Linked DNA regions of Sus scrofa: region 1 is linked to region 2. Evidence: chromatin contacts called from public targeted proximity ligation data. All regions are on one chromosome and are shown on one strand. The core of a region is the stretch at or near the end of the contact, and the rest is flanking DNA. Distances in the headings are between cores, read along the strand shown.

Evidence for each region.
Region 1: a contact with region 2 is called in a targeted proximity ligation map of alveolar macrophages. A contact is called at or near these places in 1 of 47 Hi-C or Micro-C datasets (embryonic fibroblasts) and 1 of 2 datasets of targeted methods (alveolar macrophages).

What each region holds. Positions count from the first base shown.
Region 1 is chr4:39,431,815-39,437,608 of Sscrofa11.1, reverse strand. No RefSeq gene overlaps it. Among named protein-coding and RNA genes, the nearest start is that of TSPYL5, 72 kb to the right of the region's middle.
Region 2 is chr4:39,989,342-39,995,314 of Sscrofa11.1, reverse strand. No RefSeq gene overlaps it. Among named protein-coding and RNA genes, the nearest start is that of CPQ, 140 kb to the right of the region's middle.

The sequences.
Region 1 (5,794 bases), core at 1,604-4,103, 560 kb after region 2:
GACAACCATAAAAGGGGTCTTTCTGTACGGCTCCAGGCCCAGCACCAATGCCAGCCAGGACAAATGCTGCCCAGCTCCAAAGCTGAGCTCCTCCACACAGATCACGTTTACTGTGTTATACTATTAAAGACCTTTTAGAGCAAAGGAGATGAACAAGCATCAAAGGCAGTAATAAAAATGGCCAGCATTCATTTTTTAACATCCAGCCTTTAGAAGGAAATGAAATATAAAAGCATACATTTTTAAAAATGTTTTAGGAGTTCCCATTGTGGTGCAGTGGAAATGGATCCGACGAGGAACCATGAGGTTTTGGGTTCAATCCCTGGCCTTGCTCAGTGGGTTAAGGATCCGGCGTTGCCATGAGCTGTGGTGTAGGTCTCAGATGCGGGTCGGATCTGATGTTGCTGTGGCTGTGGTGTAGGCCGGCGGCTATAGCTCCGACTTGACTCCTAGCCTGGGAACCTCGATATGCCACGGGTGTGGCCCTAAAAAGAAAAAAAAAATGTTTTAAAAAGAATTACAGACAATATAAGGGATTTTTTGGAAACAGGTACCCTCAACCAATGCTAGTAGGAAAGAAAGCGGTTCAACCCTGCAGAGCTTTGTCTTGAAAAGAGCACTTGGGGCACAGGACAAGGATGGATTGGAAGGGGCAAAACTCAAGACAAGGAGACCCCTGGGGACCAGGGCTACAGGCGGGGGTGGGGGTGTGTGGCCTGAATAGAGTAATGACAGTAGGATGGAGAAAGTCGATAAAATTGAAAGAATTCACCAGTTTGGAGAATTGACTGGATTGAGTAACTAGGTAGACCATGCCATTCACTAAACCAGGAGTCTTCAACTTTACCTCACCACTGCATCATCATTCATCATTGCCAAGCTTTATAGATCACTGAGTATGGATGCGTAAGGCATGTTCTGAGCACTTTTTAAGTGATAATGTATTTAATCTTCACAACAGCTCTTTGAGGCGGGTGCTATTCTGGTCCCCATAGAAACCGAGGCACAGAAAACCTGTCCAACTTTTATACATTGAGTTTATTCTCTTCACGGTTATTTATGATATTTTTAGAAAATGAAATAACTTCAAGATACAGTAAGGACTGAGTATATAAATGGTAACACCGCCATATGGTGGAATGTATATTTTAGAAGAATATATGAGGCATGGAAAAAGACATACACCATACATGGGGAAAAATCAATTATAGAATTCTGGGGTGGGGAAAGGGATGTATCTAAGGTTCATCAGATAATTGATGGGAAAAGGCCACTTAATGTAAATTCACTTAAAACCTAATGAAGCGTTATAATGAATAGAAAAAGAAGGATCAGTTGGAGTTCTATCTTGAAAAATTAAACTAAAAATTATAGAATTTTATTTTATTGTATATTTAAGACTAGGTTATAATGAAACCGTTGAGCTAATTCTTGGAACACAGGCTAAAAGGAGGGTTGGAAAGGCTCTTCCTGATAAATTGAGTCAGGGACTCTTGTGCTGCCCCTTGAGTCCAAGGGAGATCCCAGGGTCACAGCTGAGGGAAACAGAGTGGAAGAGAAGAAGGAAGGTGACATAGCGTATGCATTGTCAAGGTCACTCCTGGTGGCAAAGAAGGGCATTGTCTCACCAGTGACCCTCCAAGGAGGGCAGAGTCGTCCACCTGGCCACTGACCACAAGTGTCCTTCTCACCAGCTCCCTGCTCTGATGGCTCATGCGTTTTCCCCGGGGTCACTGATGCTCCTGGCACTTCCGGGCTACTTGTGCCTGTTGGAAGAGCAGCAGCAGAACCAACACATCAGAGAAGCCCAGGAAGGACATAAAGGGTAGGAGCCATCAGTGGGGATGCCCACAGAGAAGCATCTTCCATCCTGAAGTCCTGCTTGTGGTCAAGTTGAGGCCAAGAACAAGCACTGAGTCTGGCCATCAGAGGTGATCAATCTCTGATGTCATGGTCACATAACACGAAAGCATCCTCATCTGAATTGCAATGCAGTCATGATGAAGACCATTGCAGAAGCCCTGTGTGGATATCTGAGGCCTTCGTCACTGTTCCCCAAAGGTCTTTCTTATTCCTTTCATGTTCTTCTCTTTTAAACCACTTTCCATAACCTCTTCTTGCTTAGCTTCTCTTCTCTGCCTGTTAACTGTCCTAACCCGCCAAACATCTGTCAATGGCTCTGCATGTGACGCCAGCAATTCTCCAACAGTGGTTTTATCTGCTTCACAAAACGATGCATCTCTTCCAAGGCAGGGGATTCCTCCTTGCGGTGAACTTGTCGTGCGTTTGCCGTTAGCTGAGAGCATAGCCACCGAGCAACAACATCCTCAGAAAACACAGCTTTCCTCACCTGTGTCTGAGGACTGAGAGGGCTTCCCCCCACCATGACTGCACCTAAGGCAGCTGAGCCCCAAAGATGAACAAGATCACAGAACTCTATTAGCGAGTGCCAGAAACATCGTTGACAAATGGGCTTTCGCAGGGGATAGAAGACAGAAAAGCCCTGCCGCTAAAATCCTGGATACAACCAACCACCTCATGCCACGCATTGACCCCAGTCGCAGCCCCGGGTTTTGAGCAGCCTGGATATGTAGTGTCCTCTGCTGGAAGAATATGCAAACGGATGGGACGTGGGGGAATTGCGAGGATGTCTCCAAAAGCCCTGAGTGGCGGCAAGAATACAAGGGCATAGGGTGTGACAAGCAGCCAAGTCAGACAGGAGCTATGTCACTTCATTTTTCAAGAGTGACGTTGTGAAATCCAAATGGCTTCAGAGGTCAAGTGTCCAGGATGTGGTGGATATTTGTTTCAGGACCTGAGCCCAAAGCGTCCATCTGAGTCAGGCAGTAACCGAGTACCACACGGGGGCGCTGCCAGCAGCTCCTCCGACAAAAGCCTGGAGCTGCTCTGAGCCGTAAAGGGCCAGGTGAAATCCGCAGGGATGGAGACCGAGCTTCCTCTAGAGGGCCCAGCCCTTTGTTGTAAAGGGTGATGATTACAGTTGGTTTGACCCGGGCAAAGTTGTTCTTGGGCAGAGGGAAGCCACTGCCAAGGGAACAGATGCCAGGGCCAGTACCAGTGGGTGGGCACTGCCCTTTGACATCAGTGGCAGGACGAGGAATGCTGCGATGGGGCAAAGGGCAGGTTCCACGGAATAGAGCAGGAGCAGCCAGTTCAGCTGGCCAGAGGGGCTTCCTGGAAGAAGAGGCACTTCAACCTTGAGAAGGGAGGAGTAAAAATCTCCCTCATTCTTAAACTTGAAATACTATGTAAGCCCTGAGATTAGCTGAGTTCTTTCTTGCCATAAAAATTACCTTTAAAAGGCGGGGGAAGGAGAGGAAAGTTGATTTTATCTGAGCCTATACAAAGTCTCATTTCTCAGAGTAAAAAGTCTCTTCTCTAAAACTTTATCTGGACCAATGAAGGCCTGTTTAGGGAAAGCATATTAAGCTAACATGACCTCTGTGGATGTTAGCTTATAGAGATGCTAGTTATAGAGATGTTTATAGAGATGACCATATAAATTTGGCGAAAAATTTAGAAGGCAAAGGGGAGTCCCTTCTGTGGCACAGTGAGTTAGGGCTCCAAAGGCAGCAGCTCAGGTCACTGTGGAGGCAAGTGTTCCATCCCTGGCCCTGGGCATTGGGCTAAGGAGCTGGCATTGCCAAGGCTGTGGCATAGGTCACAGCTGTGGCTCGGGTTCAACCCCTGACCCAGGAACTTCCATATTGCCACAAGTGCGGCTATAAAAATTTTTTTAATTTAAAAAAAGGTTAAAAGGGAGTTCCCTTCATGGCTCAGTGGTTAACGAGCTTGACCAGGATCCATGAAGGTGTGGGTTCCATCCCTGGCCTCGCTCAGTGGGTTGAGGATCCACTGTTGCTGTGAGCTGTGGTGTAGGCTGACAGCTGTAGCTCTGATTCAACGCCTAGTCTGGGAACCTCCACATGCTGTGGGTATGGCCCTTTGGAAAAAAAAAATGTTAAAAGAAGGCAAAGAATATAATACCAATTTGTGACGATTGCTGAGGTGGTGGCCTCCCAGTTGCATTAGATGTTGGGAACAAGCTAGCTAAAGAGCCCTCAGGATGCAGCATAAGTGATCTGCTTGAAATATCATCATAAAAACAATGGGGAGGTTCCTGACCATTTTCCTCAGATTCGGAAGAGCTGCACCCAACAGTTGAGAGGGGAGAAAAAGCCAGAGATGTGTTCTGGTGAGAGAAAGACACTGCTGCCCAAGGTATCCGTAGTAAAAGCCAATGTTTTAAAGAAATGAAAATAAAATATGTGCAATGTAATTTTAAACATATGTGTATCCCTAAACTGCTACATACTTGTGTCATTGACTATTTAACCCTTATCCTAGGGTTTGTATAGTCAGGTTGGCAAGACAAAAATGCTCCTGGGGAAGCCTTCTCATTGAGGAGACAGAAGCTCGCTGTCACTTCGAGGCTGCCTTCTAGGAAAAAGGGGCAAAACGACAAGTCACTTCAGAACTTGGTCAACCTGCAAGAATGTATGGAGAACCTCCCTGGATATTGTGGGGGTTCCTCAAAGAAACCAGAGCTCTTGCATCCTGGAGCTTGTGCTCTAACTCTGGAGACCAGATCCATGGCAGGGAAACTATCAGAGCAGAGGAGACGGTGGGGTGGGGGGCGGGCGAGCTTCTGTGCCCCTGGCATGGCCCCCTTGTCAAAGCATGTTCTCAAATTCGGGTCCTCTGTGCCTTGAACTTGGAGGCATCCTGTGTCCGTGGGCACCTGTCAACAGGAGCCAGAGTCAAGGCGGAAAGGACCACATTCACCCAGAAGTGCCCCATCTTGCCAATTCGGCCCCCAGGGAAATGGAGGGGTTGAGAGAGTGGTCCTTGACTAGTCAATGCCAGGCAGGCAAGACACAGGATCCCAGAGAAGCCTGCCTTGGATCCCACCCTGCCCCCCCGCCCCCCGCTACATTGCCAGGCCCCAGCCATCCTTCTGAGTCCATGAGGTCTCCGGAGCACCTCATGAGGTCTCATAAGAAACCAGGAGTGCCAGGGTCCCATCGGGGGCTCTGCAGGCAGTTTGACAGTGCCAAGTGCCCTTGGGCCTCAGCTCCTGCACATCTGTTGCTGTGGAAATGCCACAGACTAGAGCAAGAGCCCCCAAGCTTCATATCAGCTGGGCCCTTTGCCTGTACCCACAGGCCCGCAGCCCTCTGCCACTGGCCCTCTGACACCATGAGGCTCCATCCTGAGCACGCCAATCGGGCCTGGGCCCCGGCTGGCCTGGTCATCCAGGGAACACCTGGGCAGAGCAAGCAGAAAGGACTTTGTTTGCCAGCCACTACCCTGAAGGTGACATTCATCCCTTTTCCAAAGCGTGCACCGTTGGCAACTTCTATGCAAAAGTCCCGGGACCATTATGTGGCACATCCCGTGCTGAGATGTTTATCTTGTTAGCTGTCAAGATGAGGAAGGATGCACGTTGAATGCCATCAATCAGCCTCAAAGGCTACCACTGAAGAAATGCAACACAATAAACACATTTCCTAACATGAGTTGCCAGATCTATACTAATCCTTTATTCAGAGCTTAATTGTAATTGACCCTAAATAGACCGACCATGACCCAGAGACTAGAGGCCTCAAGGTGCCACGTGCTGCACATAGATGGTAAGCTGTGCTTACCATCAGCTGCCAGCGCCACCTGCAGAGATGCGTGATGGAGCCGCTCCCCAGCCTGCATCTGTGTATTTTACCTGTCTTTTGGTACCTAATTACCCTGAAGGAGCCACTGAAAACCAGAGGCTCAG
Region 2 (5,973 bases), core at 100-2,599:
GATCCATGCCGTCCTGAGATCAAAAACTACCCTTTTTATGACCTGCTCTCCCATTTATGTGAAGGAGGCTGGGCTGTAAACATGATCTGAAAAAATTCTTATATGCCATCTTGATTGCTAACATCTGTTCATATTTCCATTCATAAATTTAAAATTCAGGCTTCTGCCGCCATCTGTTTTGTTGCAACAATCTAAAAAGAAGAAAAGCCCAAGGCAGATGTGCAGGTGGGAGACGGGCTTCTGCCTGGCTTGGCCAACTTTCCTGAGTTTTTGCTTTGCTTTCTTTACATGCCCAGCAGAGGAGGGCATGATTTTTCTTCCTTCAAGGGAGGGACTCTGTCTCTGTATTGCTATTTCCTCTCATCCTTTGGAGAAAGAATTAGAAAATGGCCCGAGTCTCCTATTTCTCCCCAGTCCTCTTCTTAGTTCATTTAATCATGTTAATCCTATCTTCTGGACAATTTGTAAGAACGTTGCTTATTTATTATAGCTTTTCAGAGCCCTGTCTCCTTTTCTCTTTCTCGCTGTCTGTCTCCCCTTACTCTCCCTACACACACACACACACACACACACACACACACACACACACACACAGCAAGTGAAGTGCCCATTTTATAAACAAGAAGACAGGCCCTGAAATCTTTCTATCAACATGCTTCAAGTCACCTGGCAATCTCAGCAGATGCTAGAGCCCCAAAGCCCATTGCTTGTCTAGATCGTAGGCAATTTTGCAGCTTGCTGGACCACTGGGCCTCTCACTGGGAATTTCTCTGAGGATGTCTTTGGCATGGTCAATGGATATGATTTGGCAGCTGCAGGACCCAGATGCCAAGCTAGGCAATGGCCCTTTTTGATTTTACTCTTGGCATTGTCATCTATGTCTAAGGGACGGCGCTGCTTCTAAAACTGCTTGGCTTTCTTCCAACGGTGCTGTTGCAGCAACTGTGAAATGCCTTCAAAAGCTGATATGATATTTTGGGAGCCTGCTGGGCTACAGTATTCTCTGAAATGCAACCTAGTCTGGGACTCACTTTTAGCTTGAAATAATTGTTTTCTAGTTTATCTTGAGAAATACATTCTCAGCAAACCACATGCAGAGACTGAGATTCTTTCACATCCTAAAGCCCCTGTCTGAAAACCTCAGCAGTAGGGTGCGAGGCTCCACCCAAACCAAACCCCAGTTTCTCAGTCCTGTACGTAAGCGGGTGGTTTGTGGGCTCAACTTGCTGGGTTCTAAGTATTCATTTTCATCCTGCTCTGACATTGCTTTTATATATAACTCATGACTGATCACACTGTGTGACTTGGAATGAATCATCGAGCCCTTCTGACAGCTTCTTGAAATGCCACGAGAGTAGACGGTGACAAAGACGTCCCTCCCTTGGGCTGGCCCATGTGTGGATTGTGGTGGTGATGTGTGCGAGTGTGAGGAAGGGCTAGGCTGGCACTGCTGACACACACATTCTCAACGGGCAAGTTACCCAGAATTCTGAATAGCCACTGTCACCCCATCAGAGGGGTCCCAAGCCACTGATTTCACGAGGCCCTCCCACACAGCCACTGGAAGCCTCAAGCGGGTTCTGCCTCTCCTGTTTGCTCACAGAATCCCTGGCCTGGCCTGGCCTTTCCCTGGACTTCTCAGGGCTCAAGATTGAGATGTACCTTCTCGTGTCAAAGTTTAAAAGGCTCTGGAGTGGAGATGGGGAATGTCTGGCTTTGGGGCCCCTCTTCCTATCTCTCCAGTCAAGGAAGACATGAATTGATCCCAGTACACTTTCCTGCTAAGGAAACCTCCGAACTCTCCAGACAACACTCCACGTTCTGTGCAGCCACAAGTTATCAATTGGAATTGGGTGGGGAGATGAAACCAAGAAGATGTACCATCTTCTGCTCAGAGGGACACCTGTCTTGAGGCCATAGTTGTTCTGATTCAGCCAAGTTGTTAAATACGTTTAGTCTATGTAAATAGGGTGGGCTAGGAGCCAAACCTGATTTGCGGTAACGTTTTGGTGGGAAATGCATTAGAACTTGACATATTAGCTTACACGTGAACTTTTGGAAAGCAACTGGTACAAATATGAACCCGCAACTCCTGTATTTTGGTTCTATGGTTGTAAGAGCAGCCACGTGGGTTGAGGTTAAGAGCTTGGACTATCGGAGTTCCCATCGTGGCTCAGTGGTTAGGGAACCTGACTGGCATCCATGAGGATACAGGTTCGATCCTTGGCCTCACTCAGAGGGTTAAGGATCCAGAGTTGCCATGAGCTGTGGTGTCGGTCACAGACACATCTCAGATCCTGAGTTGCTGTGGCTGTAGTGTAGGCTGGCAGCGACAGCTCTAATTCGACCCCTAGCCTGTGAACCTCCATATGCCATGGATGTGGCCCTAAAAAGACAAAAACACCAAAAAAAAAAAAAAAAAGAGCTTGGACTATCTAGTTCTAATCCTGTCCTTGCCTCTTACTGGCTGTGTGACTTTACACAACTTAACCTCTCTGTGGCTCAGTTCCTTCAAATGGAGAAGGTAATAGGATCACTTTCCTCTGAGGATTATTGTGATGATGAAAAATGCATTATTTGCAAAGCACTTAGAATAGCACCTGGCATACAGAAGGTACAATATAAGAGTCCATGAATTAAAATAAATGTGACTTTCTATTCTGCACTGGAGGGTTACATCTGGTTCCTTTATTCTTTTTATATAAAAAAAATACAAGATCACAAATTTTGTGGTTGTAGAAGTGAAGTGCTCTTGGTTTCTATTAATAATTTAGTTGACACTTTTTACAAATATCTTAACTCATTTAATACCCCCCCAGGAACCTTCTGAGACAGAGTGTTAGTCTCAATTGTACAGGCGAGATAACTGAAATGTTTCTATATAGCTTTAACATGAACTGTAGAGCCAGATACATCCTTAGATGTATCTGTATCCTCAGACACATGGGACAGAGGTGATCGTCCTATGTCAGGGGTAAAGTGATGCTCCTGGGACTTTGTCCAAACTTGTATATAATCAGCATATCCAAGCTGATAAAAATGTGTTATTCAAGGTTGTGCATGCTGCCCCATTGATGCTTTCCCCCCAATTCTATTATTTAAATATTACTTAAAAATTATCTTTGGAGTTCCCATCATGGCTCAGCAGTAACAAACCTCACTAGTACCCATGAGGACTCAGGTTCGATCCCTGGCCTTCCTCAGTGAGTTAAGGATCCGGCGTTGCCGTGAGCTGTGGTGTAGGTCACAGACACAGCTTGGGTCCCTCATTGCTGTGGCTGTGGTATAGGCCAGTAGCTGCAGCTCCGATTTGACCCCTAGCCTGGTAACTTCCATATGCTGCTGGTGAGGCTCTAAAAAGACACACAAATTATTTTTTACCACTCAGAAACATTGTCAAATATTAGAAAATAAAGGCAAACGAAAAGAAGAGAATAAAAAGGTATCAGTGAGTACCAGTGCTAAGGTTAGTATTTATCCTTCTAGAACTTAAGTGGTATTTCTCTTTTTCTGCAAATTTTGATCACACGATGCATACCACTGTTACCTGCCTTTTTTTTTTTTTTTTTTTTTCTTTTCTGGTCAAGGATCTCCCCTTTTCTATTTCAACACATTTCATCTCCTTTAATAATAAACCATATTTACATTACCAAAACATGCTTTGTTGCTGTTTATCCAAAGGTGCACCTCATCCAGGACCACGTTTGCATCTGCTTGTCATGTCCTTCTTTTAACCTATCCTTGTATTCATGACACAGATTCATTGAAGAGACTGGGCCAGTTGTCCTACACCCTTGACCCCCCATCCCCTTCGTGGGAAGTGATCCTAAATTTACAGAAAAGTTGAAAATCAAACAAAATTTTTCTTTTCTGAAGCATGTGAGCACAAGTTGTTGACATGATGCCCCATGGCATCCAGATATCTGAGTGTACATTTCCTACAAAAAAAAAAAAAAAAAGAGAGAGAGAGAGAGAGAGAAATTCTCCTACATAACCACAATACCAGCATCAAATCAGGACCATCACTACCATCTAGTCCTCAGAGCCCCTTTAGGTTACTTTAGCTGCCCAGGAAACCCTTTAGATGAAGGATCCAATCTGGAATAAATGTGTGGAGTTGGTGTCATACCTCTTTAGCCTCCTTCGATATGGAATGTTTTTTCAATCTTTCCTTGACTTTCATGACCTTGACATTTATGGAGATTGGAGGCTAGTTATTTTGTAAAATGTCCCTTCACTTGGATTTGTCTGATGTGTTTTCATTATTAGATTCAGGCAATGCCTCTTTGGCAGAAATATCACAGGACCAATGCCGTGTTCTTCTCACTGCAACCTATCAGGTGTCTCAAGATTCAGATTTGTCCCATTGCTGATGATGTTAACACTGACCGTTAAGGTGGGGTCTGCCACCAAGGCATCTTTCTCTTTGTAATTAGTCAGTATCTTATGGGGAGACATTTTAAGACTAGGGAAATAGCTCGTTATACTATTTCTTCTCATACCTTCAATTTGTTATTTATTTATATCAGTGTATATTCATGGATTGCTATTTTATTTAAAGGGTCATAATCTGTAGTCATCTTTATTGACTGTTATGCTTATATTGTTCCATATTTGGCTTGTGCGAGTCCCTTCGAGCTGGTCTTTGTGTCTTTTGGATGTGACATGTCTCTAAAATCTTTGATCACTTTTTTCCTTTCTGGTAAAAAAGAGGTTTCAGAGTTATCTTGTACATTTCCTAGCCAAGCTCTGGAACCAGCCATTTATCCAAGGGTCCCTGGTGTCTTTAGTGGAGAATGGTGTTTAGAAACCAAAATCTAGGCATTCAGGATGCTCATTGCTACTGAGCATGTACAGAGCCTCTCCATGCACAGAGCCAGGGAAAGTGCATTTGTGCATGTACATATTTACATTTATTTTGTTATCTATCTCTGTATCTATGTGTCTGTCTATCTGTCTGTCTGCCTGTCTACCTACATATCTATTTCTTCTCTATATATTCGTCCTGAAAACTATATGTTCATACCATTATCTCCAACTCTAATCCAACACTACAAGGTTCACTCTGGTGTTCTCCTTTCCATACTTAAAATTTCCTTCTCCAACGATGAGACACATAGCTTCCCTTGTCCTTAATATATTTGCTTATTTAATCAACCCACCTCTATGTCACCAATCTCTCATTCATTGTCTTCTACCACATGGGCTCTGACCGCCCCCACCCTGGAGTGAACTACTACACACACAAGCCCTGCCCCTTCCCATCACCCCACCTTCTGTCTGGGTATCCTCCTTACTCTCTCTGGGTTCCAACACACCATACCAGCCTCCCCTCTGCCCAATATGGACCTCTTCTTCCCTCTGCTCAGTCTTCAATATCTTACACCAGGTCACATCCCTGTGGGAAAGAGACATCCTTCTCACCTTGTTCTGGCTATGACACCCCACACGGAGTCACCCTCCCCCATGGAGACTTGCCTCATTCCACTCAGCCTTCAGCTCTTCACACAAGCAGCTCATCTACATAAATCCCTTCCCCACTCTTCCAGGGCCAGGCTGCACCCTTGTGTGGATTCCCACTTCCTCTCACTCAGATTCTAGCACCTTCCTCCTGGCCAGCACAGCTTACCCTCCATCCAGGCCCCCAATATACACACATATACACTACTTGCTCAGCTCTAGGCAATGGCTTTTGCACAGGTTGTTCAGGAAGGAGAGAGGAAGTGAAAGAGTAGGAAGAGGGGCCACAATTGACTCTGGAGGAAGAGAATATTAGCCCCCTTTTCCATGAGTGATCAAGACCCCAAACCCACTCCTTCATTATTAGCTGGATAAGAAAGTGTTTAGTAGTAATTCCACAAATACCGTGGGTTTCTTTTCTGTGGACTTTTGGTTTTCGGTTTTTTGGGTTTTTTGGTTTTTTTTTTTTTTTTTTTTTTTTTTTTAGGGGGAGAGAGAGAGAAAAAATGAGAG